Regions from separate parts of the Macaca mulatta genome. Here all the other regions are linked to region 1. A link is a contact called in public Hi-C data. All regions are on one chromosome and are shown on one strand. The core of a region is the stretch at or near the end of the contact, and the rest is flanking DNA. Distances in the headings are between cores, read along the strand shown.

The links. Hi-C and Micro-C count contacts between places; a contact is called where the count stands out from the background.
Region 2: a contact with region 1 is called in a Hi-C map of cortical neurons, with 4 times the contacts expected there. The contact joins the promoter of DEPDC4 here to the promoter of ACTR6 in region 1. A contact is called at or near these places in 2 of 14 Hi-C or Micro-C datasets (CD4 T cells and cortical neurons).
Region 3: a contact with region 1 is called in a Hi-C map of fetal cortical plate, with 2.9 times the contacts expected there. The contact joins the promoter of BLTP3B here to the promoter of ACTR6 in region 1. A contact is called at or near these places in 5 of 14 Hi-C or Micro-C datasets (CD4 T cells, cortical neurons, fetal cortex germinal zone and 2 more).

Annotation. Positions count from the first base shown.
Region 1 is chr11:107,550,597-107,554,441 of T2T-MMU8v2.0, reverse strand. ACTR6 (actin related protein 6) reads right to left here and starts at 1,637. Exons shown (of 11, transcript XM_077954790.1): 1 at 1,535-1,637. The coding sequence starts at 1,602. It also overlaps the pseudogene LOC694113.
Region 2 is chr11:107,613,492-107,617,336 of T2T-MMU8v2.0, reverse strand. DEPDC4 (DEP domain containing 4) reads left to right here and starts at 1,718. Exons shown (of 10, transcript XM_015152558.3): 1 at 1,718-1,984. The coding sequence starts at 1,792. It also overlaps a transcript of SCYL2 not described here.
Region 3 is chr11:107,492,289-107,496,133 of T2T-MMU8v2.0, reverse strand. It overlaps BLTP3B (bridge-like lipid transfer protein family member 3B), which reads left to right and starts at 2,140. Exons shown (of 22, transcript XM_015152555.3): 1 at 2,140-2,422.

The sequences.
Region 1 (3,845 bases), core at 388-2,887:
ACTGTCAACATTTTCTCTACATGTTTAAATATTCTTTGAAGACATAATTTTAAGAAGCTGAATTTGTTAACAATCTCATGGTTGTATTTTGATGTATTTAGCCAATATGCTATTCCTGATTATTTAGCTTGCTTCCCATTTTTTGGCTGCCTGTATACGATGTCTATGAATAATACAAAGCACTTCTAATTAATTCTCTAAGTAATAATAGAATTACTGTGTCGTGGCCAGGCGTGGTGGCTCACGCCTGTAATCCCAGCACTTTAGGAGGCCGACACAGGCAGATCACGAGGTCAGGAATTCAGACCAGCCTGGTCAATATGGTGAAACCCCCATCTCTACTAAAAATACAAAACTTAGCTGGGCACGGTGGCGCGCGCCTGTAGTCCCAGCTACTTGGGAGGCTGAGGCATGAGAATGGCTTGAACCCGGGAGGCAGATGTTGCAGCAAGCCGAGATGGTGCCACTGCACTCCAGCCTGGACGACAGAGCGAGACTCCCTCTCCAAAATAAAAAAAAAAAAAAAAAAAAGAATTGCTGTGTCAGCTAGGTGTGGTGGCTCACACCCGTAATATCAGCACTTTGGGAGGCCAACGCAGGTAGATTGCTTGAGGCCAGGGACTGAACACCAGCCTGGCCAACACCGTGAAACCCCGTCTCTACTAAAAATACAAAAAATTTGCCGGGCGTGGTGGCGCACGCCTATAATCCCAGCTACTCCGGAGGCTGAGGCGGGAAGATCACTTGAATTCAGGCTGCAGTGAGCTGAGATCGCACCACTGCACTCCAGCCTCTGCGACAATGATAACGATACACATTGCCAAAACGTTTTCCAGAACGGCTGTAACAATTTACATTCCTACTCAGTTTGATTTCCCTCTTTTTCAAAATAAATGAAAAAGAAGGAAAGGAGGAAGGAAGATAAGAATTTTTTTTAATGCTCTGTTAATTTGATAAAGGGAAGGCGTGACTTTAAGTTTACTTATTTATTCAAACATATATTTTATGACTATACATGTTATGAATGCCATTGTATTAATAGTACTTCTGTTTAACTGACCTTACCAACTAGGTCGGCCAGTAGGCCAGTCTTCAAAGCCTCTAGATCCTAAAACCGTGATTTTTAGACTTTTAGGGGGTCATAGAACCCTTTGAGAATCTAATGAAACCTATAATCTTGTACCCAGGAAAATCCACATACACCCAAACACGCTGCCCAGTTTCCAAAGGCTGATGAATTTTACGGACCCTTCTGTTAGGAATGCATCTCTAAAAGTCTATTTTCCTTGGCTATTTCCTCTTAAGAAATAAAACAGACATCCCACTTCCGGGGCCTCGCAGCCCAAAACTAAAACCAAAATCAATTTCAATTCAAAGCATCACAACCACCCACCCAGCTCCAACCAGGGAATCCCTCTGGCTAAGTCAGGGCCGCGCGGGGGCGTCTGCAGTTCATTGATGTCCGGAGATGAAACGTAGCACATGAAACCACTAGGCATATATATCTTGTCCCTCGGAGAAAGAAAGCACTTACGACACATTTTCATGGCTGTAACCGATTTTGGCGTTGTAAGCTCCGTTATCCAGCACCAAGGTCGTCATTTCACCACCAACCACACCGCAGCCGCCGTTGTTTTCCCTTTCCGACCCCTCTGCTCGAGCCTTTTCCGGTACTCTATGGTTTGTTGGGCGGAGCATTAGGACGCGCCTCTGGTCACCCTAGCAACGGTGAACGCCGGAAGTCGGAGATGCTAAGCCCCACAAACTGTTAGGGAGTGTCCGCTGTGCTTCCAAACTTAACCTGTTTATGTGGTGGCGAGATTTGACTGCTAAGTGCTTTCTCGCTCATTTCGTATTTGTTTTTAACTGCGCAGATTGATTTGCGCAACTTTTTTCTAATCCTGTAGAGAACCGGCTGCGTGCTGTGTGTGTGTGCTTGTGTGTGTATATGTGTGTGTCTTCCGATAGCATTCTTCAGACGGTGACATTCTTTGAAGAAAAAAGTGCAAAACCATACGCAGTAAGAAGGTCTATCGACTGCCTTGCTCTTGGACTCACATTCATACCGTCCTCTTCCCCATTCCACTTGCTCTTCAGGACGCAGCTGAGTCTTTCTCATCCAAAAATGGCTTTTGGACCGGACGCGGTGGCTCACGCCTGTAATCCCAGCACTTTAGGAGACCGAGGCAAGCAGATCACTTGAGGTCAGGAGCTCGAGACCAGCCTGACCAACACGGCGAAACCCCGTCTCTATTAAAAATACAAAAAGTAGCCGGGAGAGGTGGCAGGTGCCTGTAATCCAAGTACTCGGGAGGCTGAGGCAGGAGAATTGCTTGAACCCGGGAGGCGGAGGTTGCAGTGAGCCGAGATGGCTCCACTACATTCCAGCCTGGGCGACAGAGCGAGACTCCTGCAGTGCGGGGACTTGGCAGGTGCGGGAGGCAGGACCTGGCCTCCGGGGCGCCGCGGGGGCAACGGCCAGCGGGCGGGGGCAACGGCCAGCGGGCGAGGACAACTGCCAGCGGGCTTGGAGGGGCCGGGAGGCGACTGCAAGTCCCAGGCCACTTTGAGCGCCTGCAGGAGGAGCGGGGCGGCGGGGAGGGGGCGCCTCGGGGGCAGGGAGCGCAGCAGTGGCAGCGCGAAGGCGCGGGGGCCCGGGCACCTATGGTTGGCGCGCAGGCAGCGATACCGGGGCCGGAGCCCGGCCAGAGGAGGTCAGCGACGGCAAGGGGGAGGCCGAAGAGCCCGGGGCGGGTCCCGCGCGGGAACCAGCGCGACTGCGCGGCTACCGCAGCCGCAGGTTCGTGTTGGACGCGCGCCGCTGCTGCCTCTGCTACTTCAAGAACCCCCACCACCCGCTGCCCCTCGGCCACCTGGACATAGCGGAAGCCTGCTTCAGCTACCAGGGCGCCGACGAGGCGGTGGAGCAGCCTGCGCACTTCCAGTTGCACAGCGCGGGAGTTGCCAAGGTGCTTGAGGTAGGACCGCGCGCCCTGCAACTGCCTGGGCGCTTCTGTCGGCGCCCCCTGCCTCGCCTGCGGGCCTGCCCCATCCACCCTCGTTTCTCCAAGGCCTCCTCGCACCCTGCCCACGTCGGCCTGCCTTTCCCCACTTCTCCACATCCCGTCCATGGTCCTATCTCCTCCCCTCTACCTGGGTTTAGGCCAGTGTGGCTGGGGCTACCCAGCCCTGTCTCCTTCTTCAGACACTTTGACCCATTTTCTCCCTCTGCGCCTTCCCTCTGGCCCCTCTCTAGTGTCCTCTCACCCCCAGCATCCCATGGATGTCCAGTGCAGCCCGCCCAAGCATTCATAACCGTAGGTTTCTGCCCCCGGGGCCTCCTTTAGAACTCTGCTAGGACCTTGATACATCAGTTAACCGCTCTGCGCTTCAGCCTCCTCTAAAATGGGGTAGCAGTAGTATCTATATCATGGGGTGTTGAGATTAAACTAATTATACTCTAAACTGCTCAGTAAATATTAGTACATTTATTTTATTTTTATTTATTTGTTCTTTTTGCGATAGGATCTCGCTCTGTTGCCCAGACTGGAGTGCAGTGGTGTGATCTCAGCTAACTGCAGCCTCGATGCCTGAGCTCAAGTGATCCTCCCACCTCAGCCTCCCAAGTAGTTGGGACCACAGGTGCGGGCCCATGCCTGGCTAATTAAAAAAAAAAATTTTGTGTGTGTGGAGATGGGGGGGGTCTTGCTATGTTGCTCAGGCTAGTTTCGAACTCCTGAACTCAAACCATCCTCCCCACCCAGCTTCCCAGGATTCCAGACGTGAGCCACAGTGCATTTAGCACTATAGACAAAAAGAGTCAGAAATGGCAGGGCCCTTAGAGA
Region 2 (3,845 bases), core at 469-2,968, 63 kb before region 1:
TCAACTTCTATAGAAAAGAATGGATAGTGATGCTACCCACGGAGTTAAACACAGTAAGAGGAGCTATTTTTCTTCCTGGGGTGAGGGAAGGGAGGTATATCATGAATTTCAAACATGTGAGTATGAGTAGTTATTCCCAGTAACAGGGTTGATCTGTACAGGAAGTATTCCATACTACACAAGTACAATGTGCCTGTATATATTTTATTGGGTATTTATGAATCTTAGAGACCAAATAGGTTTCTGCATGTGAGTAATGTAAACCTAAAAAGAATGAAGGCCCTCACCTTCCATTAGGTTCCCTTCCTTTACACAATCCCCCAAAAGCATTCTTTAAGATTACAGTTTAATGTTGCCTCAAGAAGTAATTTATATACTCAGCTGATTTCATTTTTAAATATTTTAAAAATATTTGTGCTAAAGAATAAGACAGCAAACCAAACAACAACAACAAACCTGCAAAGTCCAAAAGGAATCTTCAAGCATCTGACTTTCAAGCCATCACCAGAACATGACGGGGTTTTACAGTGACAGGCTGATTTGGAGCATTTTTGCCAAACTATTTATTTTTCAGAACGGAGACATGCTACTTAGAAAACTCACTCATAGAATCCAATGTTTTTAAAAAGTGTCATCACAAGTAATTCCTGAGTTTCACGTACTAAAAAACAGTTGACACCTTCCAATGAAGTCACTACAGGCATATAGCGCTTTTAAGCGGCTTGTCTGGAGCCTCCTCGAGTGCTTTAGAAGGTGGATTTGATAATATGGTCTCCTTAATTACGGATCACAGGTATGTGCTCAGTCAGAGTCCAAGAAGTTTTTGCAAGCTTTATCGGTCTAAACCTTCCTCCATCGGTTCTCTTCCGCTTAGAAAAACAAGACTGCAGGAGTAACCGGTGGGGTTTTTTGTCTTAACAAAACACCTGCCCCACCCACCTCACACACAATAACCTTCCATTCCAGAACTAAAGCTACTGTCAGAGAAGGACTGCGGGCGGCAGGGCCCCGGCTGGTGACCCAAGCTACCGAATTCCAGATCTCAGAACTGAGGGGAGCTCTCTCACTCGGTCCTAGAGTAGTGTCCAATGTCCCCGAAAGGTACCACGTTCTCCACCACCGAAACCCGAGCTCCCCAGCCGGCATGGGGGGCTCTCCCTCCGGCAGCTGACTCCGATCCCCGGTCTCCCGTCGCCTCAAGGCCTCTTCCGAGGACTCGGCCCTCTCGGATCAGCTCCCCGGAGCTCGCTGGTCGCCCAGCCCTGCTATGAGCGGGCGCCGACCGCCGATCGCCCGGCCGGCCGCCGGCAGGCCCGTCACCAGGCAACATTCACCAGCCCAGGCGGCCCTGGGAGGCCTACCCCGGGCGCGAGTCCTCCATTCCCTCCTCGCCGGCCCCGGGAGCCCAGGCGAGAGCGCGGCCAGTGAGGGAGGTTGCTCGGTGCCGGCGGCCGGTCACTTACCTCTTCCTTCTCCTTCCAGGAGGGGCGGTGCTGGGGCTCTTTCCCCCCGCCCCCCTAACAAACGCCGCCTGGCTATTCCTGCTTTGCCTTGGTGCCTGGCCGCTGACTCCGGCTTTACTCCATATCCTCCGCCGCCCCCGCGGTCGCAAACGTCGGAGCTGGAGGAGGGAAGGGGGTGAGGAGGGGAGGGACTGGGGACGAAGAGTAAGGGAGGGGGAAAAAGACTAAAAGACCTGCTGGCCGGGGGCATGACGTCACTTCCTGCTGGTTCGGAAGAGGCGGGGCCAGGACTTCTCTCCGCCCCCTGGTGTCAGTTGGGGGCGGGGCTATGGTGCCAGAGGAGGAACCAGCACGCGAGCTTGTGGCGGTTCTTTTGACTCCGCGGTTCCGTAGACTTGGCAGTCAGAACGAGCTTCCGGGCCCAGGGCTGAACGGGCCAAGTTCCATGAACCGTAGAGGTGGCTTCTGCCGGAAAAGGAGGACATGCGGCCCTGTATATCCTAGCCAAAGGTGTAGTGAAGGTGGAGTGGGGAGCTGAGGGGAGCGGGCGGCTGGGACTCTGCTCCTCATCGGGCCAGGGCCCCGCCCATTTCCTAGCCCGCCCCCTTCGTGGTCTCCCAGGCACTGGACTGGGGGACCCAGGACTGAGGCTTTTTAGGGGTTACTCTGGTGAAGTGCCCTTGGAGCATGCAGGAAAGCATTTTTTCCCAAACTTTAATATACATACGAATCCCTAGGATCTTGTGAAAATGCAGATTCTGATTGAGGAGTAGGGTCTGATAATCTGCGTTTCTAATACATGTCCAGATGGCACCAATGCTGCTGGTCCCTAGGCTACACTTAGAGCAACAAGGGGTTAAAGTACTAGAGGGCAAGTTCCTTGAGCTAGAGGAGTGATTTCTTTAATCTAGCCTACTTGTTTAATGAAGGTTAGAGAGGTAGATTGTCCATGGAAAACAGCTAGGCTCCACCGCTCTGTCTTCCGCCAACTCCTTCGAGTACCCTCCTGCCCAACTCCGCCCATCACTTTCTGGCCTCCCCTCCTCAGTCTACGCTCTGCCCACAATGTCTGGGGATAAGATTTCTGGAGTGATTAGACGGGTGACTTCTGTTACAGAAGGAATTTGAGGGTGGTGGATTTTTATTTGTCATTTTATCGTAAACATACGTGTAGTTGGGCATACCTTTTGCGGTTATACGTAGTCGGAGAAGAGAGCTTAAATTCTTGGATTCTACCCACTTCCCCCTGCAAATCTAGAAAAACATTCTAGATGTTCTAAGTTATTCCCTTATCATTCTTTAAATGTTTTAATTAAAATTTTACTGGGGTGGGGAAGAATGAAGAATGACTACGAACTATAGGTTTCTTTGTGGAATGATGCAATGGTCTGAAATTAGACAATAGTGATGGCTGTACAACTTTGTGAATGTACTAGAAAACACTGAATTGTACACTTTAAAAGGGTGAATTTTTATGGCATGTGAACTATATCTCAGTAGTTTTTACTGTCTCCAGTTAATTAAAATATGAATTTATATGTGCCCATTATAACAAGTCGGAAACATAGAATAAAAAATGATGTTAACTTGACTGGGCTCAAATGAAAAACATATATTAAAAAATGAACATCCTCTTTCATCAGCCACCATTACAATCCTTCTTCCCCAAGGTTACTCGTTTGAAGTTTATTCTTCCAGTTCTTTCTATTTATTTACATACATTTTTATGTAGGTTGGGAATTCATTTTTACCTAAGTAGGATAATAATATACAAGTTGTTCTGCTCAGTTCATTTTAAAAAAAATTTTGTTTTGGGTTTTTATTTTTCCCTTCTTAATGAGATCCTTGCACACTATAAACATAGCTCTACTTCATTCTTTCTAATGGCTGGCTACTATTCTATAGTAAGGGTATATCATAATTTAACTGTTTTTTTCAGGTAATAGACTGTTGTTGTTTTTTTTTTTTTCCATTGCCCAGGCTGAAGTGCAATGATGTGATCTCGGCTCACTGCAACCTCCACCTCCTGGGTTCAAGCAATTCTCCTGCCTCAGCTTCCCAAGTAGCTGGGATTACAGGTGCACGACACCATGCCCAGCTAAATTTTTTTGTGTTGTATTTTTAGTAGAGATAGGATTTCACCATGATGGCCAGCGTGGTCTTGAACTCCTGACCTCCACCTGTCTCAGCCTCCCAAAGTGTTGGAATTACAGGCGTGAGCTACCGAGCCTGGCCAACCGTTTTTGTTTCTAATTGAGACAAGGTCTCACTCTGTTGCCCAGACTGGAGTGCAGTGTGGAGGTCATAGCTCACTGCAGCCTTGACCTCCCCGGCTCAAGTGATCCTCCCACCTCAGCCTCCTGAGCAGCTGGGACTATAGGA
Region 3 (3,845 bases), core at 891-3,390, 59 kb after region 1:
TAAAAATACAAAAATTAGTCTGATAATCCCAGCTAATCGGGAGGCTGAGGCAGGAGCATTGTTTGAACCTGGGAGGCAGAGGTTGCAGTGAGCCGAGATCATGATGCTGCACTCCAGCCTGAGTAACAGAGTGAGACTCTGCCTCAAAAATAAAATAAAATGTTGAGTGTAGTCAATCTACACATCTTTCCAGTCTTCAAAAAGGGCCAGCTTATTGGACTACATGTAAACTACCTCCCACCTAATCCCCAAGATGTACAACCACACATCTTGCTAATACATCCCTCAGGGGTGGTACAATTTCTTTTCCTGTTGTAGATGTCACTAATGTTAAAAGAAAAACTTCAGCCAAATTAAAGGAGTTTAATTTAACAATGAACGATTCGTGAGTCCGGCAGCCCCCATAATCACAGCAGATTCAGAGAGATTCCAGCACAGCCACATGCTGGAAAAAGATTTCTGGACAATAAAAGGAAAGTGAGGTCCAGAAAATGGAAGTGAGGTACAGAAACAACTGGATTGGTTACAGCTCAGCGTTTGCCTTATTTGAATACAATCTGAACAATTGGCTACATTTGGCCAAAAACTCAGTGATTGGCACAGGTGTGGGCTATGGTTGGTTAATACCTCTGCTTATTTTCGTAAGTTTATGATGTACAGAAAAACCTTTAGGCCAAAGTCAATTATGTAAGGAGGTAGCTTTAGGCTAAACTTAACACTGAGTGATTTTTTTTTTTTTTTTTTTTTTGAGACAGTCGAGCTCTGCCGCCCAGGCTGGAGTGCAGTGGCTTGATCTCGGCTTACTGCAACCTTTGCCTCCCAGGTTCAAGCAATTCTCCTGCCTCGGCATCCTGAGTAGCTGGGATTACAGGCGCCCGCCACCACGCCCAGCTAATTTTTGTATTTTTTGTAGAGACAGCGTTTCACCATGTTGGTCAGGCCAGTCTTGAACTCCTGACCTCAAGTGATCTGCCTGCCTCGGCCTCCCGAAGTGCTGGGATGACAGGAGTAGTCATTTTAATCCCTGAAAATGTTAGCTCTGTTTGGGGCTGGGTAGGGCAGAGCTGTAGAATTGTAGTAGTTTTCCCTATTTTAACAATTTCCTTCCTTCCTTACAGAAATTTTCACATGATATTTACATCTTTAGGTACAACCTAGTGAAGTGGGTAAGGCTGCTGATTAACCTATTTCACAGATGACTAAAATGAAACTAAAAGTAAAGAAATTATTTTCCCCCGGATAACAGCTAGAAAATACCAGAGCCAGGAGTTGAATTATAGGCCTTCTAATTCCTAGGTCCTAGACTATTAGGAACCATTGTCAACCTTTACTTCCTTTAGGATAGCAATAACCAAGGGAAACATTAAATTGCCACATTCAGGTAAGGGAAAGGCTGAATATCTTAGAAAAAGAAAAAAACAAACAAACAAACAAACAAAAAAGAAAGAAAAACCGAAGGAAGAATATGAAGAAAGGCGAGTAGGTCAAGAGAGCAAAGCAAGCAGAGGAGTTAATGGCCGATACTTAAACCATTCTGAGGAGGCCGGGTGCAGTGGCTCACGCCTGTAATCTCATCACTTTGGGAGGCGAGGCGGGTGGATCAGGAGGTCAGGAGTTCGAGACCTACTGGCCAATATGGTGAAACCTCGTCTCTAATAAAAATACAAAAATTTGCCGGCAGTGGTGGTGCGCACCTGTAATCCCAGCTACTCAGGAGGCTGAAGCAGGAGAATCGCTTGAACCCTGGAGGCGGAGGTTGCAATGAGCCGAGATCGCACCACTGGACTCCAGCCTGGGCGACAGAGCGAGACTCCTCTCAAAAAAAAAAAAAAACAAAAGCAAAAAAAAAAAAAAAGTCTGAGGAAATGAAAAAGGGAAGTAGGACGTAGATAAATCAGCCACGGATCAGCGATGGAGACAGGAACAACATCAGCGGAGGAAGGAGGGAGGAGGGAGCATTAAGGCCAAGACGGTTGGTGGATTGGGAGTCAAGGCCCTTGTGTCGCGATGTCTAAAAGGGACACTGGCGCCAGGGCCGCAAACCTCCCGCCCCCGCCCAGAGCCCGCCCAGAGCCGGCGTTGGCCCCGCCCGGCCTCGTGCCGGCCCCGCCTGGAGCCGCCCCGCCCCCGCCCTCCCCCGAGTCTCTTAGGTGATGCTGCAGCCAAGATGGCGCCCGCGGCGGCTGTGGCGGCCTGAGCGCGATGCTCCGGGTTCTCGGCGGCGGCTGTGGCCTTGGCCGGGGCCTCGCGTCTCTCCCGGTCGTGAGCGATCAGCGCCTCTCCTGTGGCCGGGCTAGCCGGGACAGAAAGGAGACGACCACGAAGAGAGGAGGCAGTGAGCAACAGGACGAGAGCGCGTCGACTCCAACCTCGGCACCATGGCCGGGATCATCAAGAAACAAATCCTTAAGCACCTCTCCAGGTCAGTGAGCGCCTTGGACGTCGGCGCCAGTCGGCCTCCGCCCCAGCCGGCACTGGAGTCAGCCTGCGGCTTCGGGGGCGGCGGCGCATGGCGGCTGTGCGGGAGGCGACCTTCGGACTTCCCCGCTCTGGCCGGGGCAGAGGTCGCGGCCCCGGATCTCGTCGCCCCCGGCGCCGGGGGCTGGCCTCACGAGTCGGTCCCTGACGCGTCCTGCCCCCGGGCGGGGGCGCGGAGGAGCGCGGAGCGTGGCTGGCTGGGATCGCTCCCGGCGCGGCGTCTGGGGGCGTCCGGGGTCCGCTCTGTGTGGTACTGCGCGGAGGCTGGGGGTGGCATGGTGTCACCCAGGTGCCTGGTTAATGTGCGGGGCTGCAACTCGAGCTCGGTGCTCGTTCCCCTTGGAGCAGAGCGGTTCCGTTAACCGAGGGCTTCTGGCGCAATGTGGACTCTTAGTGGAGGCTGTGTTCTCAGTAAAACGTTAACCTTGTGATTGTTCTTCTGAATTCCTCCCACCTTGGCGTTCCCGCTCTGAGGCATCAGAGGGTGTGCCTGTTTGCACAGTTAGGATTTGTTTTAGGTAAATAAGCAGAGTTCGCAGCTTTGGCGAGTTCTTTCTGGAGTCATAAGACCCACATCATTCTTACTGAACTTTTTTTTTTTTTTTTGGTTTTTGCTCTTTTTCCTCTGCAACTCTAAAATTCAGGGAGTTAACATCTGTGGTGATTAAACCCAAGACATGTCATTCTCTCCATTTCATAACGCGATTTTAGTCAGAAACATGACTCAGTAAAGCTGGCAGTTTGTTACTGCTCTTGGCTTCTCCATGTTTGTCTCAAGGCAGGCTAAATGTAAGATCTTGTTCTAAGTTGTTACCAGCGAACTCAAAGCGCTTGGTTAGGATACCTTTCTGTTCTATTTGTAAGTTAATTTTAACTGATTTTGGGAAGACACTTGGTATGATGATAGACTCGTATAGTAAACATAATTCTTGATTCCCCAGATTGTCTTATACCACAGGTTATATATTGGGAACAGAATTACTACTTGTGTGATTCAGCAAATATTTTCCTCACTTATAATATTGAATAAGATATAGCACTTTTTAAAAAAAGTAGCAAAGTATAGCAGCGTGTGTGTGTGTGTGTGTGTGTGTGTATGTATGTGTATATATATATATATAGTATTTTTTAATAGTAGAGACGGGGGTTTCACCATGTTGGCCAGGCTGGTCTCAAACGCCCAACCTCAGGTGATCCGCCCTCCCGGCCTCCCAAAGTGCTGGGATTACAGGTGTGAGCCACCACGCCCTGCGTGAATGTATATTTCTTAATGTTACCACTCATTGGAAAGTTTCTTTTAAAATTATATATATGGTCCAATTCTGAACTATCTTATTTTGGAAGGTTTTATCTATTTTTAATTTATG